Regions from separate parts of the Oryctolagus cuniculus genome. Here all the other regions are linked to region 2. Evidence: chromatin contacts called from public Hi-C and Micro-C data. All regions are on one chromosome and are shown on one strand. Each heading gives the region's core, a stretch centred on a gene start, on an enhancer-like site or on the middle of the called end of the contact. The rest is flanking DNA. Distances are from core to core; before and after follow the strand shown.

Region 1 (3,022 bases), core at 339-2,838, 860 kb before region 2:
AAGCTCTGCAGGAACACAGAAGGAGCAGCATCAAATCACTTCCAAGGAAGTAAAGCGAGGCCAGCTCTCCAGAGAAGGGGAAATCGCACTAATAATTATATGCTCTCCAGGCAGACAAAGGGATGGGATGGGGGCTACTCCAGGTAGAGGGAGTAGGAGACACAGAAAATAGTGTGGCATAGTAACAGCTTACATTCAGAATGCCTGCCACCTGCTGAGAGTGCGTGGTCTCTACCACCCATCACAATTCTGTAAAGCAGGCCTTATTCAGAGCACTCTAGAGAAGAGGAAACACAGGCACCCAGGGGTCAAGCACCTGGCTTGCGAGTGAGGACTAAGGCTGGAGTTAGCTCTGGAGAGCCTGGCTTCAGAGCCCGCGCTCTGGGCTGCTCTGCTACTGGTTCCTCACGGGTGAGGCAGGCGACAGTGGCCACAAAGGCAGGAATCAGGGCCTCAAGATCTTCCTGGATGCTGGCCTTCCGTTCCTGTCTTCAAGAGGCCTTACATATTCAGTATCCTGCACCTCTTAGGATGCATACCAGCAACACGGCGGTGTACGTACAGGTGCTGGTGTGCCGATTCTCTAAGTGCGGCCCGACAGAGGAGGCCATAGCCACGTCGGTGTGGTTTTGAACCCTGTCTACTCCCCGCAGGAAGACAGGGCGTCTCCGCTCGCTGGCCTTGGAGGGGGGGGATCCCCTGGGCTCCTGTCAGTCGGACTGTTCATTTCCTATGTTCCCTGGGCAATCCAGCAAATCCACCAGGATGTCCTTGCTCGCTTTGTTCTGGGCCATCCCCCCAGGGCCTGCACAGAGCCTGGCAGACAGCCTGCTCTCGGCAAATACGTGTTGAATATGGATTGAATATTTGCCGAATGAACTCTGGGTTTTCATTGATTTAGAGAGTAAAATAAATCAATAGTGAGCTTGAAACTCTACACCCTGTGATCAATGGAGTAAGGGGTTCTGAATACGAACAAAGGCAGGGACTCCAAACCCTGATGGGTTTTTACAAATTAAGCTATACTTAAAAAAGAAAAAGTTTGCCCTGAAGTATTTGGGGGGAAAAGGGTTCTGAGTTGTCCAGGTGATTCTGAAGTCTCCAGTTTAGTATTTATGGCATTGGTTAAGTTGGGGTGGCTTCCTGTTCTAAATATTTCTCCTCCCCTCATCTCATTCCGCTTGCTCGTGGACACTGAGGGACTGGAGCTGTCGAGCGCACCAGGCAGGTTGCCCACCCCATCCAGCAGCGACCACAAGGACACTGGACCTCAGACCCTGTACTGAGCACCCCGGGAGTTGGGGAGGGGTCAGATCCTGTCCGCTCTTCCCGGAACCCCCAGGTCTTGCATTACTCCTCTCCAGTACAAAGAACGCGCAGCTCAGGAGCTGAGCGGCTCCAGGGTGACCGCCGGTGCCCAGGGCAGGGCCGGGGGACCCCAGCGCACGTGCACCCTGGGCGGGCGCCCCCAGGGCTCATGCAGGGCGGGGTTCGGCGGCGACGCGGCCTTGCGGCCCCGCCCCGGCCTCGCGGGCTTCCCCATAGAAGGCAAGGCCAGGGCCGGCTCCCACTGCGGCTGGCGGCCCGGCGGCCGGCTGGTTTCAGTTTCTAGAGCGCCCGGCCCCCAGAGCAAAGGCGGGCAGGGAGGAGGGCCCTGGCCGCCTTCCCAACAGATAGCAGGTTAACTCCCTGCTGCCCGGGAGCCACCCACGGTGGGAACGGGCGGCTCCCCCGCGGGCCTGCTCTGGCCGCACCTGACCCTCCGCCTCGGCCCAGGTGCGGGCCAAGTCCAGACCGTGGCGCCTGGCTGTGTTGGGGGGGAAAGGCCCCGTGGGGCCACCCGAGCCCCGCCCTCCACAGAGGGACTCCTGGCCCCTCCCCTGGCTCCCTCAGGCGGGCCTTTCGTGTTCCAACGCGTTAGGGAACCTCTTGTGTTTGTTTTGGGTCTGAGAAAAAGGCATAGAGACTTCGCCACGACCCACAGGATCCCCAAACACGGGGCATTCTCTGTGTGTCCCGCAGTTTTCTGGACAGGCAGACCTGCTTCTGCGTACCCGTGCCCGGTGACCTTTGTGCCCATTGCTTAATCTCCCTCTGCCTCATTATTCTCATCTATAAAATGGGGATAATGATACCTATCTCTAAGATATGCTGTGTGGAGTAGATTAGATAAATAGAGATTATACATATTAAGCATTTAGTGCCCTCCATCAATGGCAATTAACATTATTATTAATTATATTACCATTATGAATGACTAATCGTGATACTCAGGATTATTAATGCGACTGCGTGCCTCCGTGTAAAACATAAGCTCCATTAAAATTTTTTACTGAGGGAAATAGTTTTATGAGAGGTAAATAAAGAAAGAGGGAAAACGCTGGGTCGGGAAGTGTGCACACATTATCTCATTTAATATTCAAATAGCTTCAGAAGGCAGGCGTTATTATCCCCTATCAGATATCAGATGAGAACCCTGGAGGCTCACATGCTGAGTGGTGCCTGGTGTCCCTGCCGCCCTCTGTCCTCGGCTGCGGTGGTGAAGTCTCAGCTGCCTGACCCCTGCCTGCCTCAGTGACAACTACAGGGAATGCCTCCCTCCCTTCTCTAGCTCTCATCAACACGGAGGAACACCAGGCAGCTTTAGAAGTTGGATAAAGGTCACCTCCTCCAGGCAGCTTCCCTGATTGCCTTCCTCCTTTCCTGGCAGAACCACCCCCTCCATCCTGTCTTCTCCGGGTACCTGTAGCCTGTGGTCGCTGACACTTGTCATGGGGCTGTCGCTTCTGTCTTGCAGTTGTGCCTACCGTGCCTTGACTGCATACTCCGAGTCAGTATGGTGTTGTGCTAGGTGTATTAGCCTGGGAGCTTAGCTGCCCTGCTTCCAATCTTGGCTTTAATGCTTATTGCTTGTGAACTTTAAATAAATGACTGAAGTTCTCTGCTTGGCTTTCCTTATCCAGTGTTAACAATAAGATTTGCCTCATGGGGGTCTGTAGGGCTTGAAGGAGTTAATGTAGAA
Region 2 (2,700 bases), core at 98-2,597:
GACATGTTCAGGGTGGTATGGCTGTGGAGGACATTAAGAAATTAAGACATTGTTCTCTTCTGTCATACCCTAGAAAGGGCTCTGACTGTCCACCACCTATGTTCCTGCAAGGCTTGGCTGAACACTCTCCCGGTGCCCTCCTCCTTACCCTTGTGTGTTTCGCTAGAGTGATCTGAAAAGCTGCCTACTTGTGATGGAATTTTGTCCTGGATTCCACTCAAGGAGCCTCTGGATCTGCCCACTTTTCCTCTCCCCACTCTGGTTTTACAGCCATGCCATAAACATTCAGACCCCAGATCCTCCACTCACCACCAGCTGGGTGGATTTGGTCAGGTTTCTTACCCTCTCTGTGCCTCATGTCATCAGCCGTGAAATGTGGATCCCATTTGTCTGTACCTTGGAGGGTTACGTCTAAGGATGAAGGAGATAGTCCAGGGAAAGCAATTAGAACAGCAGCTGGCACATGATAAATACAAAGAAAGTTACAGTTGCTGTGTTTCTCCCTGTAGCCTTTCACCACTGCCTGCCTTCTTGGGATACCTGCTGCCCAGGTCTCCCACAAGCAGTCGGGATAGAGGCTCCGAGAGTGTGGTCTGTGGGGCAGACACTTTGCTGAGATTACCTCCTTGAATCCCTGCCATAATCCAGCACAGTACTCATCCCTCCCATTCCATGTGCAAGGAACCTGCAGCCTGGAGAAGCCATGTGATATTCCCAGCATCACATAAGTAGTAAATGGAAAAGTTGCAAGTAAAGCTGTGGCCTCTTAGACTCCAAATGCAATGTTCTTTCTACTATACCACCAGCTATTGCAAGGCTGCCATTGTGCAGTTTTGAAAGGAAAAAGAGGAGTCCTTGAAGGGAGTGATGATAATGGGAACCAAACGCTCTGCCACAGCATCTGCTTACAGCTTTGAGAAGGGGCAGAAGGGCTGGGTCTGTGAGCCTAGCTCCCAGCAGTCCTTGCTTCAGCTCATCTGAAAATGATATGTCTTTAAAAGCAAGGAGCCAGAAAAAATAATTCATACTAAAAACAAACTCTGTCATGAGTCATTTGACTTTGCTTTCCCCTGAATACATAGTTTATGCCTTGGGAAAGCTAAGGCTAAAGGAACATCTGATTGTTGCAGGCCAGCAGAGCGATTATTTAAGGGGTTTCACATTCCGTATGTGCCCACTGGACCCCACGGTTTAGATCAAGGCTTGTGCCCATGGGGCCTGACAATTTGTTATTGTTGTCATGGTTGTGTTAGAGTGTGATTGTGCACGTTTTATCAAGATGGCCAGAATCACACTGGTTCACAATTCAGAAGGTCTCTGGCTATGAACCAGCATATGCCGTGGTTATTGTGAGTGAGGCTGTGCACAAGACAGGAACAATTCTGTGTGTTTGCGTGTTGAGGTATGTGAGTGCGAAGAAAGAGAGAAACACCAAGGGAAAGGCAGCTTCCTAAGCTGATCCCAGCCCTCGGTCAGTGTGTCTCTCAATCCAGGGTGAACAGTAGGTCACACAGAGCACCAGGCAAGGGACTCTGGCTCTGGTGCCAGATTGACATTCTTTAAATGACTGAAAAAGACAAGAATACAGTTACACTGTTCAGATACAAACAAGATACTTAGAATGTAGGTGAAAGATGTGAACTTCCCCTCATTCCAGAGATAATCACTGTTACACATTTTGTCCATCCTCTTAACCTTCCTAATAAAATCACAGACAAAATATTACACACACACACACACACACACACACACACAATGATGCTGTAGAGATTGCTCAGGTTTTTTCCCATTTGCAAGATATTTTGGAGTACACTAAAACATGTACAGCTGCCCCTGTATACTATATACTAACAGTAGTTCCAGAGTTTTCATCTATCAAAGAAATCTGTCCAACCACTGTCCTGTTGCTAGACATCGAGGTAGACTCCAGTGCTTGGCAGCTACAGCTGGGACGCAAGGGTCATTTGCTGGGATAGTGACTCACATGGAGGAATGCGAATTTCTCTTGGAGAGATACAGAAAAGACACAGAAACATGGAATTTCTGATGGAAGGATGTATGCATTTAAAATGTTAACTGTGGCCAACGTGTCCTGCCAGAGGGCTGTCTCCAATTTGCACTCCTGCCAGTGCTGTCCCAGTGCCTTTACCAACACAGGATATTGCCGGCCATGTAGTGTTTTTGCCAACCTAATGGACCAACAGTGATTGCTCTTTGTTTTTTTCCTTTGCCTTTCTCCGATTACATTTTCTTTTTTTATCCAATCAGCTACTTAAATTTCTGTTTTCTGCTAAGGGCTTGTCAATATGCTGTCTTCCTTTTCCTGTAGGCTTGCTTATATTTTCCTCACTAAATTCAAGGAATTCTTCTTCTACTCTGTATCCGTCTTTTGTCTGTCATATATACGGAAGACTTTCTTATGTCCGTTGTCATCTACCTTTGCTTATAATGTCTTGAATGGGAGTTTTTGATCTTCATATATTCACATCTGTGAATCTCTTTCTTTATATTGTCCAGGTTTCTTGGACACTTTCCCTATACACTGTTTCTGCTCTTGAAGCTATATGTCTCAGGATGGTAATGCTGTAGACTCTCATGTGTCCAAGAGTACAGTGAGGACCGGGGAAGGTAAAATGTTTTACCCAAAGCTTGGACCGGAACATGCCAGGCTAGTAGAAGGGTTTCTCTGTGTGTGCAGAT
Region 3 (2,781 bases), core at 202-2,701, 620 kb before region 2:
GCCCCTGCACCCGTGTGGGAGACCTGGAAGAAGCTCCTGGCTCCTGACTTCAGATCGGCCCAGCTCTGGCTGTTGCAGCCATTTGGGGAGTGAACCCAGTGGATGAAAGATTTATCTCTCTCTCTACCTCTCTCTGTAACTCTGCCTTTCAAATAAATAGAATAAATCATAAAATTCTAAGTGTGTTTTGGTGCACAGAGTTTGAAATTTAGGCATAGTTTATTCCTAATATCCATTTTCCACAAGCTTTTTCAAGACCCATTATAGATCCTAAAGGAAGATGTTATCTGATCTCAAAATAGAAAACAAATACCACCAACAGAAAGCCAGGCTGGTCTGAGGGGAAGGGTCTAGATGTAGAATTCAGACAGACCTGGGCCTGAAGTCCTGCTACCCCACTTACTGCTGTTTGCACTTTGGAGAGGCTGCCTGGCTCTCAATTTGCCAGCCTATAAAATGGGATATGAGTGTTTTGTCATATTATGTAACTACATGCACAGTTAGTGTGTATATCCTAAAAATGTAGGCTCTAATCTCAGCTCAGCCGTACTTCAGCTGCCTACTTAATTCTTATGTCTCAATACCTACTATGTGTGTGTATTTTTTAGTGTTTAATGAGATATGATATCATACATGCAAAATGTCTTTAATTTTCATCCAGTGGCATGTGATTTTTCTTTCTCCCCTCTTCTCCCTCAGATGAAGGAGCAAAGTTTGAGTGGCTGACTATTTTGGAGAAACCAAGCCACCAGTTTCAAGTTTAAAAAGAAAAAACAAACCACCAGGCGAACCGTAAAGCTCACCACTTTGGTCTTCTTGCCCTTCTGCCTCTGAAAGCCTTCTCCTGTTTTCCCAGAAAGTTCTGTCTTGTGCCATGTCGGTTGCTGGCATTGTCTCCTCTTTCGAGTTCTCATAGACTAAAGCAATTTCTATCTACCCTCTCTGAATTTTGCTCCTTGCTAAAGAATGCCAGCAAGGGTTGCCACTTGCCGCTCAGCATTCTCAAAGCACTCTATTGTTCTGCTAAAGCACTTTTTCCATTACTTCCTCAATGTCTGTTCATGCGTTTTCCCTGCCAGAACGCTGAATGGTTGGGCAGACACAGCCCCTGCCTCTCTGGCTCAGAGTCCTTAGCTATCAGCCAGACGCCCAGTGGGTCCGGGACGGACATGCATGTTCTAAGTGTGTGCATGAGTATGTGATGTGTGAGTGACTTTCTGATTGCTTCCCCTCCACACACTTCCAGAGTGTGCAGCAGACTGACAGATGTGTGCAGTGTGTAGTTGTAAGTGGAGGAGCTTGGCTGCTTGTTTAGAAATGAAACTGGACACTCCGAGAAGCTTACGGCCATGTCTGCTTCCCTCTGGGGTCCTCTGGGAATGGCGGTTGCAGGAGCTTGAGCGGGGAGCCCAGGAGGGCTGACAAGGTGCCCTTTCAGCCCTGAGTCAGCAGCAATGGGCTCTTTGGACCCAGGAAGATCCCGATTTCGGGGGCTGAGTCACATGAATAGCTGGAATAGTTGTTTAGATCATAATGAATTCCCAGAACCTTTCCAAGCCGACCAGCAGACACAGGCTCTCTCTACCCTAAGTGCTTTCCAGCTTTGTGACTTAGCAGAACAGAGGAGGCCCAGCTTGGGCTCTCGGAGGGGAACCGGGCCCATGAACCCCCACCCTTCCCATCACAAGCACTGCAGGTGGATCCTGGAACCTTTCATATTTCCAGGAAGATGTGGGGAAAGTCCAGCATCGCGGGGCAGGGGGGAGGGGGAATCCTACCCAGACTGCACAGCTGTTGTGTCAACTGGGCCAGGGGCCCTGGTGCCTCACAGTGGGTGGTTAGGGTATCAGTGGATACTAACTGCCTTGGGAGCCCAGACAAATGATCCTCTGCTGAAATGTCATTAGAGGTCTGTGTACCTTGGATGACACAAGATATGTGAAGTCCAGCATAGAGGAAGCTGTGTGGGAGAGGGGAGAGGCTGGCCTCTGAGGCGCTGTGGGGCTGCTGCTAAGTCTGCAGCCTGCATCTTCTAGTCAGCGAGGCCAGAGCTCAGCATCCCCCAGTGATGCCTGCTCTGAGCTGCACGGATGCTTTCAGCGAATGCCTTGTCTGAAACACTGGCACAGTTCAAAGCGCAGGCTTCAGTGCTTCCTGCCTGACAATACCCAAAGATCTCAGCCTTCTGAGGCTTTGTGATCCTCTGCTTGATGTCACATCCACTGTGCAATCTCACCCAGACCAGGAGCGGATCTTGTTGCTCCATCGTTCATGCGTAGGCTGCTGTAGGCACGGACATAGTTCTCAAACCTGAACACAAAGCAGAATCACTTGGAAAACCTATTAATACAGATTTCTGAGCCCCGCTCCCAGGATTTCTGATTTACTGGGTCTGGCATGGGGCCTGGGAGTTGGTGTTCCTAACAAGTATCGGGAAGCAGGCTGGCTCAGGGATCACACTTTGAGAACCACTGCTCTAGGGCAATGTTCTGCTATGTGTTTTTAGATCAAAGACCTATTTGAAAATCTGTCAAAAGGCCTTGCCACCACTCCTCAGAAAAGCAACACACAAATGCTAAAGCGCGCGCGCACACACACACACACCAGAAAAGCTTGTTTACAGTTCCAGGGCTTACTAGACTTACAGAAATCCATGCATGAACTTCTGGGTTTCACAAAGCCTTCGCGATTCCAGCCCAAAGCAGAATTCACACGTGGAGTGAAGATTCATCAGGCATAAGAAAGATTTTATCACTAAGAACAGAGGAATTTCAGAGCAAT

The links. A called contact is a pair of places that touch in the nucleus more often than the background predicts.
Region 1: a Micro-C map of ear pinna shows a contact between it and region 2, with 4 times the contacts expected there. The contact joins two enhancer-like sites. A contact is called at or near these places in 3 of 6 Hi-C or Micro-C datasets (ear pinna, psoas muscle and an unstated tissue).
Region 3: a Hi-C map of an unstated tissue shows a contact between it and region 2, with 2.1 times the contacts expected there. The contact joins two enhancer-like sites. A contact is called at or near these places in 2 of 6 Hi-C or Micro-C datasets (psoas muscle and an unstated tissue).

What each region holds. Positions count from the first base shown.
Region 1 is chr7:114,122,672-114,125,693 of mOryCun1.1, reverse strand. No RefSeq gene overlaps it. Among named protein-coding and RNA genes, the nearest start is that of JUN, 140 kb to the left of the region's middle. Within about 2 kb of position 1,588, at least 7 of the 8 cell types and tissues checked have an H3K27ac peak or open chromatin away from gene starts, as enhancers often do. A contact at or near this core is called in ear pinna, where this site is marked.
Region 2 is chr7:113,262,923-113,265,622 of mOryCun1.1, reverse strand. All of the region lies in intron 14 of FGGY (FGGY carbohydrate kinase domain containing), which reads left to right. All of the region lies in intron 3 of LOC138850643 (a long non-coding RNA gene), which reads right to left. Among named protein-coding and RNA genes, the nearest start is that of HOOK1, 96 kb to the right of the region's middle. Within about 2 kb of position 1,347, at least 2 of the 8 cell types and tissues checked have an H3K27ac peak or open chromatin away from gene starts, as enhancers often do. A contact at or near this core is called in ear pinna, where this site is marked.
Region 3 is chr7:113,878,296-113,881,076 of mOryCun1.1, reverse strand. No RefSeq gene overlaps it. Among named protein-coding and RNA genes, the nearest start is that of FGGY, 160 kb to the right of the region's middle. Within about 2 kb of position 1,451, at least 4 of the 8 cell types and tissues checked have an H3K27ac peak or open chromatin away from gene starts, as enhancers often do.